Linked DNA regions of Mus musculus: region 2 is linked to region 1. The links are chromatin contacts, called in public HiChIP or PLAC-seq maps. All regions are on one chromosome and are shown on one strand. The core of a region is the stretch at or near the end of the contact, and the rest is flanking DNA. Distances in the headings are between cores, read along the strand shown. Region 1 has its middle 100 kb from the start of Gm33886. Region 2 holds the start of Kcnmb2 (potassium large conductance calcium-activated channel, subfamily M, beta member 2).

Region 1 (3,030 bases), core at 87-2,586:
CAGATTATAAGAAGTTCAATAAGAAGGAAAACCAAAGTGTGGGTGCTCAGTCTTTCTTAGAAGGAGAACAAAATACTCACAGGAGCAATTATGGAGCTAAAGTGTAGAAAAGAGACTACAGGATTGGCCGTCCAGAGGCTTTCCCGAGATCCATCCCATATACAGTTACCAAACCTAGACACTATTGTGGATGCCAAGAAGTGCATGCTGGAAGGAGCCTGATATGATTGTCTCCTGAGAGGCCCTGCCAGAGCCTGACAAATGCAGAGAGGTGCAGGCTCACAGCCAACCATTGGACTGAGCCAGTGTCCCCAATAGAGGAATTAGAGAGAAAGGAATAAAGGAGTTGATTTGGTTTGCAATCCCAGGAAGAAAAACAATATCAACCAACCAGAACCCCCCCCCACCCCTCTCAGAGATCCCAGGGACTAAGCCATAAACAAAGGAGTACACATGACTCCAGCTGCATATGTAGCAGAGGATGGCCTTGTCATGCATCAGTGGGAGGAGAGGTCCTTGGTCCTATGAAGGCTTGATAGATGCCCCAGTGTAGAGGAATTGAGGGCAGGGAGGTGGTTTGGGGTGGGTGGGTGGAAGAAAACTCTCATAGAAGCAGGGGGAGGTAGGATGGGATAGGCTGAAACCAGGAAAAGAGATAATATTTGAAATGTAAGTAAAGAAAATATCCAATAAAAACTAAAAAAATAAAGATTGAGTTTTTAGGAAAGGGAGCATGGTGGCAGCAGTTGCAATAAAGGCAATTTTTAGGAAGTAGTTTATATCTGCTAGCAAAGAATTTATATTAAGTTGGTAGATATAGTATGCATAAAAATATTTAGCAAAGGTCATCAGACAGGCCTGTGCTTATGAGGACCATGAGCCTGCCTAACCCTCAGCTTCTGCCGCCTGGAAACATTAAAGATTTTCCAGCAAAGACTTCTAGCTTTTCAGTGAGCACTGGCCCTTCTTATCCATTTGTAGCCATTAATAGCCTTTATTCCCATTGAGGCCTATTGGTGATGGGAAGTTCTCAGAGAGTTGGTCATTGACTACACAACTGGACCGATACTACAGTGAAGCAGAAAGAAAACAGCCTTTGATTTGGAAATTGGTTAATTTAACAATCTGAGCAGAACCTAGAAAGTATAAATTAATATTTTTGTCTGGGCAAACACTAAAAGCAAGTGAATAATAAAAGTAAATTTAAATCAAATTCTGAAGTAAGTTCCCCCAAGGCTTTAAAAATTCAGTTAACTGTCCTTTGCTTTGCTTGTTTCTCTGTAATTTAAATTGCCAGTACACCTGCTTAGATGTAACCACTGTACAGAGAACAGAGAATAAGCTCACAATTACTGGAAATGTCCACAAGGTGTCAGCCTTGGGCCAAAAATGATAAACCTAACACTTAAAGGTGGTTTAAATTTTTTAAACTGAAGCTTTTTAAAATTTACTTTTTTGTGTATTCACTTTACATGCAGATCGTACCCCTCCCGATTCCTCCTCTCCTGCAATCCCGCCCTTACAAATTCCTCCTCCTCCTCCCCCATTACTCCCTCCCATTCTCCTCAGAGAAGGGGAAGCACCCGTGGGTACCACCCCACCTGGGACATCTAGTTGCCATAGGCCCTAGTTCCTCCTCTCCCATTAACATCCCCTCCCCCCAGGTAGTCCATCTAGGAGAAAGGATCCAATGCCAGGAACTGACTCAGAGACAGGTCCCTCTCCAATTGTTAGGGGACCCACATGAAGACCAGGCTGCACATCTGTTAGAAATGTGTAAGGTGACTAGGTCCAGCCCCTGAATGCTCTTTGGTTGATGGTTCAGTCTCTGTGAGCCCCTACGGGCCCAGATTAGTTGACTCTTTAGGCTTTCTGTGGTGTCTTTGATCCCACCAGCTCACTCAATTCTATCTCCCACTATTACAAGATTCCCCAAGCACCGCTTGATGTTTGCCTGTGGGCCTCTGCATCTGCTTTCAGGAGACGGTTCTGTTAGGCTTCTGTCTGTAAGCCCAGCAAAATATCATTAACCATGTCATGGATTGGCTGTCTTACAAGGGATTGTGTTTCAAGTTGGGCCAGTCATTGGCTGGCCCTCAATCTCTGCTTCATCTTTAGATCTGCGCATCTTATAGGCAGGACACAGTTTGGGTTAAAGGTTTTGTGGGTGGATTGATGCCCTGCTCCCCCCACTGTAAGTCCCACCTGGCTATAGGAAGTGGCCACTTCAATCTCCATATTCCCCCACTGCTAGAAGTCTCAGCCAGGGTCACTCCCATAGAGTCCCAGGAACCTCCCCCATCCCAGGTCTCTAGCTACTCCCAGAGATGCCCCAATCTGTTGCCACTCTCATTCCCAGACTTCTCCCACAGTCCCACCCCACACCTGATCATCATCCCAGTTACCGTACTCACCCCCTCTTCCACCCGTTTCCCTCTCTCCATCTACCACCAATGACTATTTTTTGTTTCCCCTTCAGAGTAAGATTCACATATCCTCCCTTGGGACCTCCTTATTAGTTGGTTTCTTTGGGTCTGTGAATTGTAGCATGGTTATCCTGTACCTTATGTTTAATGTCCAGTTTTGTACTTTCTGGGTTTGGGGTCCTTGCTCAGGATAATATTTTCCAATTCCATCCATTTGCCTGAATATTTTCACAATGCCTTTGTTTTTAATAGCTGAATAGAATTCCATTGTGTAATCATACGACATTTTCTTTATGCATTCTTCAGTTAAGGGACATCTAGTTGTTTCTAGTTTCTGGCTATTATAAACAAAGCTGCTATGATCATAGTTGAACAAGTATCCTCGTGGTACGGTGATACATTTTGGGGGGTATATGCCCAAGAGTTCTATAGCTGGGTCTTAGGTAGAACTACTCCAAATTTTCTGAGAAACGGACAAATTGATTTCCAAAGAAGTTGTACCTGTTTGCACCCCACCAGCAATGGAGGAGTATTCACCTTTCATCACATCCTCACCAGCATGTGGTTTTGAGTCACTTGAATCTTTGTATTACCATTCTGATGA
Region 2 (2,958 bases), core at 289-2,788, 110 kb after region 1:
AAAAAGTTTCTTTTCTATTTGAGGAGCTAAAAACAAGAAGAAACTCTTCTTTCTGTTGTATCAATCCAGTGGGTCCAGGGTTATCTTTCAAAATTCAAACTTCATATTCAGGCCCAGGGTTAGCTCTAAGGAAATGATGTAAGGACACTCACTCAGAATGAAGTATGATTATGGTTTGTGATACAAAGAGAGTCTTTTTTTCCTACTGAATCACATTTTATTCCCAAGAAAAAACTGTAACCAATCAAATAACAGCTAAAATTCAAATATAATCAGGGTATATTCAAACCAGCAGCCAGGAACATGAGAAAGAAAGAAAGGAATGAAAGCAAAATCTTTGGACCGATATGAGAGCAATTCTGATATTCAGTTATTATGTGGAAGAGGATGTGGGTCTGCTCAATGTCGTACTCCCAAACAGCAAAAATGCCCACAATTAAACAGTGGCAACTTAGAATCATGCCCCTGAGATGGTCTTCCAGAGGGTCACTGGCAGTGGCTGTAAGATGTTCATTACCACTATTCAATTTCTGTTCCATAGTCCAACATAGAACACTCCTGTCCATATTGCATCTGCTGGTCTCTAAGCCCCTCCCTTAGTGCCGACCACTCAGTTTCCATAGTAACTACTATATAACTATGGTTCTGAGGTAGCAAGAGAAGAGAAAGGAAAACCGAGTTAAAAAAAAAAGACTAAACCTGGGTAGTTGGAGCATTAAAACATTCTCTGGCAAGAACTTTGTTTTTGCATTCCTGTCCGGAAAAACACTTTTCAGAGTGATGTGTGTTTGCACACACAGAACAGCCTCCTCTCTGGCCAGTGTTTCTATGTCACTACTGTGTAAAGGACCACACCAAGGCAGGGCACCCATCCCAAGCTCCTCTACCCACCTTCCATTCTTTCCATGGAGAGAGCAGTGATGCAGGAAAAATGGTGACCTTTGCATGGAGCAAAGAACTGTGCAGCCGACATGCCCTAATGAGTTCATCTGTTTTCTGATGCATGCTGTCCGTCTGATACAACATTTGAGACTTCAGGTGAGTACATGCCATAAGGCATCCTCAGTTACCCATCACAACTTTCCCTGTGTGAAAGGATCCTCTCGCCTAGCTCTGGAAATAATGTCTTTTTCTAACTTGGGAAAGCAAGAGTCCCTTGCTGGGACTAACAGGATCACTTGGGGATTCCAAGGGTGTTTACTCCCAAGTTCACCCTCCTAGAGAGAGCTTATTTACAGGAGGAGTTCTTTCTTCCGAAGTTAGAGGATTTGGAAATCTAATCTAGTAGGTAGGGTGGCCGCAGAGCTAGGAGGGAAGTCAGATCAGGCTCCGCTCCCTTTTCAGTATGAAAATTCGAAAGCAGTGGGGAAGAAATGCTGGACCTATCACAGCGATGCTAACAGACAGCCTATTACAGTATTTAATAAAAACAGAAGCAGCGTGCCTGTCATAGGCTAATAAATCCTACCTCCTGCACGCTTTTAAAAACAGTCTGGACCGGCTTCCACAGAGCTTCGGAGAACTAATCTTAAGCATGGCTGTCTAGCGTGCCTGTCACTCCTATTGTCCTTCCAAACTCTTGCAGACATTTTGAGCGAGGAGTAAAGCTATGAGTTAGCGAGGGTGTGACATCAATGGTCCACAAAGACAGCCAGCAGGAAAGGTAAAGATGAGGACCGGTGGCTGTGTGGAGGACTACACGGGATCACTGTCATTAAAAATTAAGCGTGGCTTTTGAGGAAGATGTGACAACTCCTGAAGGTAGGATTTGCATGTAAAACAAAGGAATCTGTTGCTGTTTGGAGCTTTTTGTTGTCGCTGGGCTCAGCGCTGGGGTGCCTGTGGTCGGTCAGGGATTGCAGCCAGGTGCTACAGAGAGGCTTGGTTGACTTGGGGCTCCACGCTGACCAAAACACAAGACACACTGGGCAGTGTGAGGTTTTATGTCTGGAAAGCCTCATGGACAGGTTGGCTCCGGGCTCGATCGCAGCCTGCTGAGTGTGCACTCCACGTTGCTTTCGGTGGAGTAGAAGGCTTAGAGGTCATGGAGAAAACAGTTCTTTTCTTACCAGTGGTGCCTGATAGGCTGGGGAGGGGGCACTGAGAGAAGACTTTGGCAGGTGGGAGGCAGAGAGAGCCAAGAAAAATAGAGGAGGAAGCCGTGCTGAACTTGAAACCTGTTAGGTAAATATATATTCCTGGAGTCAGTGTGTTTTGGTGGTCAGAGGGTATTTCAGAAGATAGTGATGGATTTCCCCCTATAATCTACTATAAGAGAAATCTGGTTACCTCTGTCCATCTTGCATATTGAAAGGCTGGTCCACACCATTCTGTTCCTATTAATGGCTTTGCTAAAAACAGACCGGGAGTTTGAGAGTAAAGAAGGGGCTTTCTCTCTGTTCGTGTTCTTGCCTTTGAGCAACTGCTGGGCTGCAGATGGAAACGGGAATTCTTTAGAGGTTAAGGACTTGACCTTTTATTTTGTTAATGAATAGCTCGAAAGCTTAATCTTCCTTGAAGATAAGAGGAGCGGTTGGGTTCCACAGTCCGGGAGGAGGGGGCAATGATTAGCACTGGCAAGGAACTGCATACATCTCCTTGCACTTCAGATGGGCTCTGTACAGCTCTACTAGAGAGGGAAGGTAGGAACCACCCGCGGAGATTTCAGAGGCAAAAGTACAATGATCCAAAACCAATGTTTCTGCAATTTGATCCCCGGTGCCAGTACTGTCATTGCTTGTGACCCTCAGTGTGAAGTGGCAGGGACAAAGTGAATGTGTCCCTCCGTGGCGGGTGCGTTCTCTCCCCTGTGGACCTCACAGACTCAAAGCTGTAAGGATAACGCTTTCTATTTTGAAAACCAAACAAACAAACAAAAACAAACAAACAAGCAAACAAACAGAAAAACCTCTGCATTTCGATGCATGCATTTAGCTATAATGAACACCAAAAGCGCTT

Evidence for each region. HiChIP or PLAC-seq counts read pairs in DNA pulled down with a chosen protein or histone mark.
Region 2: an H3K27ac HiChIP or PLAC-seq map of VIP interneurons shows a contact between it and region 1, with 3 times the contacts expected there. The contact joins the promoter of Kcnmb2 here to the enhancer-like site in region 1. A contact is called at or near these places in 1 of 39 promoter capture datasets (embryonic stem cells), 4 of 484 Hi-C or Micro-C datasets (the C2C12 cell line, cortical glia, nephron progenitors and 1 more), 5 of 115 datasets of contacts at active chromatin or transcription factors (SST interneurons, VIP interneurons, embryonic forebrain and 2 more) and 3 of 9 other capture datasets (embryonic stem cells, liver and pancreatic islet).

The regions. Positions count from the first base shown.
Region 1 is chr3:31,789,160-31,792,189 of GRCm38.p6, forward strand. No RefSeq gene overlaps it. Among named protein-coding and RNA genes, the nearest start is that of Gm33886, 100 kb to the left of the region's middle. Within about 2 kb of position 1,337, at least 3 of the 459 cell types and tissues checked have an H3K27ac peak or open chromatin away from gene starts, as enhancers often do. A contact at or near this core is called in SST interneurons and VIP interneurons, where this site is marked.
Region 2 is chr3:31,901,165-31,904,122 of GRCm38.p6, forward strand. It overlaps Kcnmb2 (potassium large conductance calcium-activated channel, subfamily M, beta member 2), which reads left to right and starts at 1,539. Exons shown (of 6, transcript NM_028231.2): 1 at 1,539-1,761. Gm34031 (a long non-coding RNA gene) reads right to left here and starts at 1,010. Exons shown (of 3, transcript XR_389652.3): 1 at 892-1,010.